2 separate regions of the Oncorhynchus mykiss genome follow, and region 1 is linked to region 2. The links are chromatin contacts, called in public Hi-C maps. All regions are on one chromosome and are shown on one strand. Each heading gives the region's core, a stretch centred on a gene start, on an enhancer-like site or on the middle of the called end of the contact. The rest is flanking DNA. Distances are from core to core; before and after follow the strand shown.

Region 1 (4,785 bases), core at 2,110-4,609, 270 kb after region 2:
ACAAAACTGGGAAAATCCCAAAATCCCACTTCTGATCCTATTAAACCATGGACACAGCGCTAGCGTACAGGTCCTTATGTGAGTGATACTCTACTTAAGAGTAAAGTGTTGACACATTAGTGTGTGTGTGTGTGTATCAGTCTACTCACATGCAGTGAGGGGGACCACCCCCAGCCATGCGAAGGCCACCAGTGTGTAGTGAAACCAGTATCGTATGGCTGTGCCCACACTGGTCAGCAGGCCAGCACAGATGTCCTGGATGGGCAGACGGGGGGGCATGTCTGGGGAGTAGACTGGAGCAGAGCAGATAGAGGGATGAGACAATAATTTATAAATAACAGAGCAAAAATAGGAGGTTGAGACGTTTTGAAGAACCCCTTTGGGTTCCAGGTATAACCCTTTTGGGTTCCAGGTAGAACCCTTTTGGGTTCCAGGTAGAACCCTTTTGCGTTCCAGGTAAAACCCCTTTTTACCTAAGAGTGTATTCAATGACAGAGCATCCCAGTCTGAAGTCAACCTCTTGCAACAGCGCACATTTCTGAGACTGACAGGTCAATGCCACAGACGGGTACTTACTTGGTGTGAAAGCAAATCTGTGCTTGCATAATTCACAGTACTCCTTCCTGCTGTGCTTCAGCCACTGGACCAAACTGTAAACAACAACAAAAGGTAAGAGCGGTGAATGTTAGGTGAGGAACTAACTGAACACCCTAAAAAGACTTGTTCATACCACACAGCAGTCGACTCATTCAGACGTTTAACACTTCGTAATGCTTTCTTTAATACGCAGTACAACGCTTGCTACTGCAGCCCTGAGCTGTCTAGCATTGGTGATTATGTGCTCCTACTTTGCAATATATTAAGAATGAGATATTTCTGTCTCACGCACGCCTGGTGAATGACAACTGGTACACACAGAGGATCCTAAAAACACTGATTTGAATCCTCATGATATTGTTATTACTGCCAGTTAGGACTAGACTATATGTTAATAACACCAAGACAACCCAAGTTACATAGTGTTTTATTATTTAAAATAGGCAAGTCAGCTAAGAACAAATTCTTATTTACAATGACGGCCTACCCCGGCCAAACCCAAACCTGGACGACGCTTGGCCAATTGTGCGCCACCCTATGGGACTCCCAATCAAGGCCAGTTATGATACGGCCTGGAATCGAACCAGGATCTGTAGTGATGCATCTAGCACTAAGATGCAGTGCCTTAAGACCGCTGGGCCACCCGGGAGCCCCAAGTTCCATGTAACTAACTACGCCGTGGTTACCTTCCTGTACATCTGGATGAATCGTGTGTGAACCAACAGGGCCCTCTGGAGATCACTGACATTATGCCAGAGCAGACGGTACCAGAAATGGAATGATGACACAGTGCTCCAATGCACTTCTGTACCCGGCTCAGCAGACCACAAATGTGTAACCACGCCTGTAGTAACTGTGTAACCACACCCGAAGGCTTTTATTATGTTTCTGCAGTAGTAAACCATGGCAGTAAACCACATTATAGTAGTTCAATAGTGTCCCGACTGCTTCTCATCACTAGCGCTAGCACAGTAAATGACAGATCAGAAACTTTCACAGTCCCTTATCCTTTGCTTTATTGTTAATTGTTTTTCCTTTGTTAGATCCACATGGCAGAGAAAACAGCTGTGATTGCAGCAACATAAGTGGGATGATCACTTGGGACACGCGTCAACATAATGGCCTCAGGACTGTCTTAGGCAATAGCGAGGCCCTATGCTGTGTCTATATCAACATTACCTCATCCTACTGAGTCAAATGTGATTCTCCTATGGCCATTATATCAGAGGAGTAAGTAGGTCTCTCTATGGCTAGTACTGGAAGCTGGTGTGGGGGCTAGGCTATAGTTTGATTATAAATACTGGTACAGTATATAATACAGTATGGGTAAAAATAATAAAAAAACAGTATATAGTTGACTCCTGATAGTAAGTGCACTTAAGTGTAAAACAATCTTGAGGTTGGAATTCAATGACAATGTTTGTAATTGTTCCTGATGACTGCATGTTCCCAAGCCGTGTCAATCATTCATCAGGACAGGAGTTGACAGTGATTGAGTCAGGTAGAGAGAGAGAGACACAGACAGACAGACAGAGAGAGAGACACAGAGAGAGAGAGAGACAGAGAGAGAGAGAGAGAGACAGAGAGAGAGAGAGACAGAGAGGTAGAGAGGTAGACAGAGAGGTAGAGAGGTAGAGAGAGACAGAGAGGTAGAGAGGTAGAGAGAGAGAGAGACACTCACCATTCCTGGTGGATGAACTTGATGCTGCCAGTACAGACACAGGGGTGGTACAAGGGTTTGTCTGGGGTCCCCTCTGAACGACACACGCGACATATATCCCCTACACAGAGAAGATGTTTGTCCATTGGTTCAGAGAGACAGACAAGACGACACACACACACCGCCTACACATAGGAAGAACAGCCTTCTGTAGTAGCAATCGATTTGAAGCTACCTAATGAATTGTCCCAGTGCTTAATCAAACAATATTGTAGTTAGCTTTACACTGACAAGATAAATGGTAACACCAGCCATGAGAGCAGACATCAGCTAATAAATAGCTAGCTTGCTATGGAGTTAGCTACGTTTCATTGATTACCTCGCTACTGTAGCTAGCTACATTACGTTAGCTTAACCAACTAACATGCCAGTGTTAGCAGCCGCATCAATTATCTGTACTGGGGAAATGTGCTAGGTTATATAACTAATTAGCCCCGGTCTAGCTAGCTACTGGTAGCTCATTGATGATCGATTGCTTCTAGCCAGGCCCTAACTGGTGTCACTGTGTGGGTGTCAGTGTACGGAAAATGTGCTGAAAACAGACGTTGGAAAGGTAACGTTAGTTGGAGACCACCTTTGCCTTGGAGACCGAGTACAGAGTAACTGGCTAGTTTCACTAAGCTAACTTAGCTAGCCAACGTTAGTGGACTGTAAAAAAATAAAAAAATGTACCTTCATCTGCAATGTCCATCTTCATAGATGAGGCTCTGCCCCTCTTTTTTGGAGTTATACAGTAACGTTAGTTTGCTATCGCACACCCATCCACAACGCGAACGGCACTGTTTTTAGCCGATCTGGATCAGACTATCCTTGAAGTCCGATACATTGACTATCATAAAATGGTGTCCACTTTGAACACCAGAATCCCTCCTGTTTCGTGACACGCTCGGACCATGTATGTTGGACCGGTAGCGATTGTCAAACCGAGATCGCTAGCAGACCTTTTCCTTGCAAATTCAACACGATAGAGGCGACGAATAAGAAATGTACCCGACACAAGTGATACCTTGCGACAGTGTGCGCCGTTTTCCGTCAGCGGTCATCCGGAATCTGCGTCACATGGTACCATTTTGTGGTTTCTGGCCCGTGTAGATAGTGACATCCTGCGGTATTTAGCCGGTACTACATCATACCGATATATCTGTGACTGAATCCCATTTCTTTAAATTGATGCCTGCACCACCGCGTTAACCCGTTATGGTATTTACTGTTCATCTCGGAATGTAATTGCAAACTGCACACAGCTGACTTTACAACAAATTCTCACATTACCAAAGCCAGGTCAAGAATTGTTAATATCTCTAACGCACATGGCATCAGTGGCGCTGTGGCTTAGTTGGTTAAAGCGCCTGTCTAGTAAACAGGAGATCCTGAGTTCGAATCTCAGCAGTGCCTTTTTGAGACGGTAGGTTTGTACAGTTCGAAATTGTCCCAGTTACAACTCGGCTAAGGCGAATTGAATGATTATTACACGTTTACATTTTCTACACTCAAAATGCAGATTATAAAATGATCCATTTTGGTGGGTTTGAACTTCGGACTGGGAACGACGCTCACGCCGTCGAAGAGGGCGTTCCTTCTAGTCAGCCATTCACATATTTTTCACTTTTCCACCGCGGAAGAAAACTAAACTCTAACGGGAAGGGGAGAAATATACTATTTTTTAGAGTCAGTGCGCGGGGGTACCGGTTAGTTGAGGTAATTTGTACATGTAGGTAGGGGTGAAGTGACTATGCATATATAATAAACAGCGAGTAGCAGCAGTGTACAAAACAAATGGAGAGAGGGGGGGTCAATGTAAATAGTCCGGTGGCCATTTGATTAGTTGTTCAGCAGTCTTATGTCTTGGGGGGGTAGAAGCTGTTAAGGAGCCTTTTGGTCCTAGACTTGGTGCTCCGGTACCGCTTGCCGTGCGGTAGCAGAGAGAACAGTCTATGACTTGGGTGCCTGGAGTCTTGACGATTTTATGGCCTTTCCATTGTATGTGGAAATAACTGAGGCTTGTAGGCTATGTTGCCCTCTAGAGCAGAGTCAGCGTGACGCACTCCGCAATGAGTGGGAACATTTTTATAATAATTACCTACTTATGTCAAAGGATTCCGTATCCCTGTATCGATGAATACAACCCATGTGTTTCAGTGTACCAGTATGTGTTTGTATGGCTATGTGGGTGATTCTCGATGTTATCTCTTTCCAGATGGCCAATGAGGCGAAGCCGTGTCCATGTGACATGGGATACATGATGGAGTATGGAGGTGTTGGCCAGGAGGTCCAGATAGAACACATCAAGGCCTACCTGGTGAAGCCTCCCTCTGATTCAGACAAGGCCGTCATCATCATCCAGGACATCTATGGCTGGCAGCTACCCAACACCAGATACATGGCTGACATGCTGGCCTCCAATGGATACACGTACGTAACAATGCATACTTAACAATGTTGCTACTTACTGTATACCTGGCATTTAC
Region 2 (4,534 bases), core at 711-3,210:
CTCCATAGTGAACACGTCTGCTGACATCCCACAGCATGACAGTCATGGGAATTGTAGTACGTGATGAGGTCACCAGTGGAGCTGAGTGAGATGTGGTTGATGGAGCTGCGGAAGCCGTAGAATGTCTAGGCACATGGCGGTTCGAGTGTCCCACAAGGACAGTCTTCAGCCGAGGAGGTGGGCAGGCTAGGGGAGGAACTACACTGTTGATAGAACCAGTGTGACTGTAGCGGCACCTCTCTGCAGGTCCCACACCATTATAATATGGATAATCATCATGTCTACAAATATGATGGCACACATTACCTCAACACAGTCAGCATGTGTGTGCCAAGTTTGGTAGAAGAACAGGAAATATTTATTTCCTAACAAACTGTGTCATCAAGGGAGCAGGAGGCCACAAAGTCTCCACCGGAATGGAAGGAGCAGCCCCTAGTGGCTCTCTGGGGTCAGCACACAGCGGCCCTCAGAAAGGTCCCATATCTGGAACCTGGAGTCCCACCAGTGGCCCCTAGCTTAGCCCTGTCAGGGTGGAAGTTAACCCCAGAGAGCCCTCGCTGTGCCCTGGCCTCTACAAATCAGCTCTCCTTCAGGAAGCCTACAGAGCTGGTCGTCACCAGCTGAGGCAACCACTAGTTTGCTTGTGTGTAGAGCCAGGTAGCTGACAAGCAGGGTGTGGGCCAAGAGATGTTTTATTGTGAAAAAAGTAAACAGTAACTTGATCATACATTTAGTAGTTTGAGTTACTATTAGGGATATAAAATGCCTTGATACATAAAGGGTGAGCAGGATATTCATCACATCTTACCTTGTGTCTTCAGCTTTCTAATATCTTCAGTCTTTTCTTCTCCTGGCCCACTCACCTGTACTGGAGACGGTGGAAATCTCTGACTTTTTGGAGCTTGTCCCGCTGCTGAGGCTGTTTGTCTATTCTCCCTCTGTTTTTCATCTCGCTGTAATAAAATGTTTTTGAGTGTACACATCTGGAACCTAGCCCCACATCCTCTGCATTAAACAGACATTTGTGCACCATCTCATTCCACTCCGTTTGAAAGCAGTTCATCGTTTTGGACATGCCCATGCTGATAAGGAAGTTGGGTGGAAAGTCATTGACCACTTCGGGTGGGGCTTACCTGTTTTGCATGTTATTTTGGCATTAATACATGTCACATACAGTATCAATTTGCAAACAATGTCAAAAAAATAATAGTAATTGAGTTAATAAAGCTGCATACAAACATGGTCTCTTTTTGCTTTCTTGAGTAAATAAGCTCCAAAAATGCAGGTGTTTCAGCCTGGCTTGTTATGTTATATCTACAAAAATGCAGGTGTTTCAGCCTGGCTTGTTATGTTATATCTACAAAAATGCAGGTGTTTCAGCCTGGCTTGTTATGTTATATCTACAAAAATGCAGGTGTTTCAGCCTGGCTTGTTATGTTATATCTACAAAAATGCAGGTGTTTCAGCCTGGCTTGTTATGTTATATCTACAAAAATGCAGGTGTTTCAGCCTGGCTTGTTATGTTATATCTGCAGTAGCTTTGATTGGACTGATCATGTCAACATCATACTTTCAAAATCTTAGCTAGGAGTAATCATCATGAATCAAGTTGACAATTTTCTGGCAAATCCTTTTTAATCCTTGTCATATGAAGAGAAATAATGAGAAATTATAGATAAAATGTATCGGTGCTCATCGGCCATTGGACAAACATTACACAACAAGTTGCAAATTCAACAATGAGTGGTTTGGAAGGAATCAGTGACAAGTGGCTAACTGCAAGCATTGTAAAGCAATCACTAGCCTGCCATTCAGTGGAGGGGCCGTGTGGTCCAAAATCTGGGATTAAGTGTCTAACAAGTTTAAAATGATAAACATTCAACATTGGCCATGCTGTCAATGAAGCATGATTTGTGCCACGCTCAAAACAATTGCTGACTCGTAACTGCGAAAACTTGACTTCAGTGAGTTCAAGACAACTGGGAATTCTGGAAAAAAAACGTTCAACTCAAAATTTGACAACCCCCACTAACCCCCCCAGATTCGTGTGGAATGCTTTGTGTTGCCATTGAAAACTCCGCTGCTGGAAGAGAACGCGATACTTTGTGGTAATCTAATCTCGTTGTCTGTCTCTACGGTCATTGGTCTCTACTCACAAACATGGCGGACTACCGCGAAGCGCCCTTGGCCACTCGGCCAAAAACGTTGGACCCAGCTGAATATTTCAACCTTTCGCTGGACCAGAGACGTGCCGAGGAGGAGAGGGCTGGTTTAAGGGCCCAGCTGAAGAGACAATATCAGATGCAGCTAAACAACCCGCACAGAAAAGAGCTTATTGTAAGTAGAGTGAGCTAACATGCTAACGCTAGCTAGCTTGCGAATGTCAGACCCACAGTTCACCCAGAGGTAATGCTATTGATGGTGTTTGCTAACTAACGTTACTTTTGTTGATGTGACTTTGGTGTTACTATTTCGGAATAAGTTTGCTATTTAAACGAATTTGTGATGGATTGTTGTATTCAGTTAATTGTATTCTGGGGGAACATGACTGTTTCTGAATTCAACCGTTTTTACCACGATAGTAGTTGACTGCAATAAGACTGGCACCCACTCTCAAAGAATGGCCATCATTATTGACGTGCTGTTTTTTGTGCTTCAAGGAAGACCCTGCCTTGACACGCTGGGTGTATGCACGCACCAACCCCTACAACCACTTCAGAGCCACCAAGAAGACGTCGCTGCTAGGTGGGCTCTTTGGAGTGGTTCCCCTCTTCGTCCTGTACTACGTTCTGAAGACGGACAGGGTATGGATGAGATGACACCAACCCTTAACCTACTTGTTCCCTGACATTAGGGGTCTGTTCCAAATACACCCTAGCCTTTACACCAGTGGTCAAGATCACTGAGTCAAAATACAAAATGAGATCTACCACTTAGGTTTTTTTTATTTTTTAACATGACTTAACCGTAAGCAACTCAATATTAGGAAAGTGTTCCTACCTATATTATGAAGGCAAACTTGTACAGGGCCACCAGACTGTGCCCACTAAAGTCATCCATTGAACAGACACATTGGCTGTCTAATACAGAAGTGATTGGAGTATGAGCCCTCAGAGACAGTAAATTCATCTTAGCTCATCAACATGGTGAAATTATAATTTTTGCATTATTGGAAGCAAACACACTTTGAAGCTTTGTCTGACTCCATAATAGTTTCAAGATTTCTGCCAAATATTTAAGTCAGGGCGAAGCCTAGCATGTGTTCGAAGTTCATCTTCTACTCCGCCACCATTCTTTGTGACATAACAATGGTGGTGCCATGTAGACTAAGATCCTCTCTCTGAATCAGAGAGCTGTCACAGACCTGGGTACTGAGGCTCACACTGTTATAAACACGCCACCAAGAGGTTGCTTAGAGCAGGGCTTCCCAAACGCAGTCTTTTTGGTTTTAGCTAAGCACTACACAGCTGAGTCAAATAACTCATTATCAAGCTTTGATTATTTAAAACAGCTGTGTAGTGCTAGGGCAAAAACCAGAGCAGAAATGAGTTTGGGAAACCCTGGCTTAGGTGACAATGCTTTCGCTCTGCCATCGTAACCTCATTAACCCCCCCCCCCCCCCCCCCGCAGGACAAGAAGGAGGAGCAGATCAAAGCTGGGACCTACGACCGCAAGTTCAAGCTCGCCTACTGAGTTTGCTCATTGCAGACTTCCATTGTAAAGTATTGTAGATTTAATGTCAGTGTGTATCTTATTAACTGAATAAAATTTAATTTTGTTGAAAAAGCAAATCAAATGTCTGCCTGTCATTACAAACATACATGGGCTGTGAATGACATGAGCAGCAGAGTGGTGAAAACATGCTAATACGTCTTCCAGGGAATTTTTATTCATTCACTTTTGTCCAGTAACTTACATTTTTTTTTTAATCAATGAACTGGTCAGTCAAAAAAACAAGCGTACACCAATTAACCAAACACTTAGGCTATGAGTGATAGAATGAATTGAGCCACAGTATAGTGGTATGACGCTAAAGAGGACCAGGATGTTGACTTTATGGGCCTTTGCGCCGTGCCTTAAGTGATCTAGGGGAAGCAATGACTGTTCTGCTTCTCTACTCTACTGTTTGCTTGGTCTCCAGTTGGGGTCGAAGTGTTTGCGTAGCGGCTCCCAGCACTGGTAGTAACTCTTGTCCAGCCTCTGACACGTCTCCAGACCCCACTTAGTAACCGCCATGCTGAACGACGACTCAAACATGAAGGCCTGAGAGAGAGAGGGATGTTACTTGACGGCTCATATTTACAGTTTTATAATTTCATCACGTGTGTGTGCTCCCATATGTTACCATGGTCCCATCGGCCACCCTCTCTGGTTTGAGGAGAGCGGTGCTGCTCTTTTCGAAGCAGTCTCTGTCAGGGCCATGAGGGGTCATCATGCTGTGGAGAGTGCCCCCTCCTGGCTGGAAGCCCTCCTCCTTGGCCTCATAGTGGCCCTTGATCAGCCCCATGAACTCACTCATACAGTTCCCTGGAAC

Evidence for each region. A called contact is a pair of places that touch in the nucleus more often than the background predicts.
Region 1: a contact with region 2 is called in a Hi-C map of liver, with 2.6 times the contacts expected there. The contact joins the promoter of LOC110490906 here to the promoter of LOC110489575 in region 2. A contact is called at or near these places in 2 of 3 Hi-C or Micro-C datasets (blood and liver).

What each region holds. Positions count from the first base shown.
Region 1 is chr15:10,707,776-10,712,560 of USDA_OmykA_1.1, forward strand. LOC110490906 (E3 ubiquitin-protein ligase MARCHF6) reads right to left here and starts at 3,360. Exons shown (of 26, transcript XM_036943695.1): 1 at 2,990-3,360; 2 at 2,279-2,378; 3 at 577-650; 4 at 150-293. The coding sequence starts at 3,014. It overlaps cmbl (carboxymethylenebutenolidase homolog), which reads left to right and starts at 3,601. Exons shown (of 6, transcript XM_021562310.2): 1 at 3,601-3,722; 2 at 4,515-4,729. The coding sequence starts at 4,515. trnat-agu (a tRNA gene) reads left to right here and starts at 3,639; the gene lies at 3,639-3,712.
Region 2 is chr15:10,441,695-10,446,228 of USDA_OmykA_1.1, forward strand. It overlaps LOC110489575 (NADH dehydrogenase [ubiquinone] 1 beta subcomplex subunit 4), which reads left to right and starts at 1,961. Exons shown (of 3, transcript XM_021562305.2): 1 at 1,961-2,337; 2 at 2,661-2,804; 3 at 3,631-3,791. The coding sequence starts at 2,161. The coding sequence ends at 3,693. LOC110489574 (homogentisate 1,2-dioxygenase) reads right to left here. Exons shown (of 14, transcript XM_021562304.2): 13 at 4,346-4,527; 14 at 3,872-4,263. The coding sequence ends at 4,120.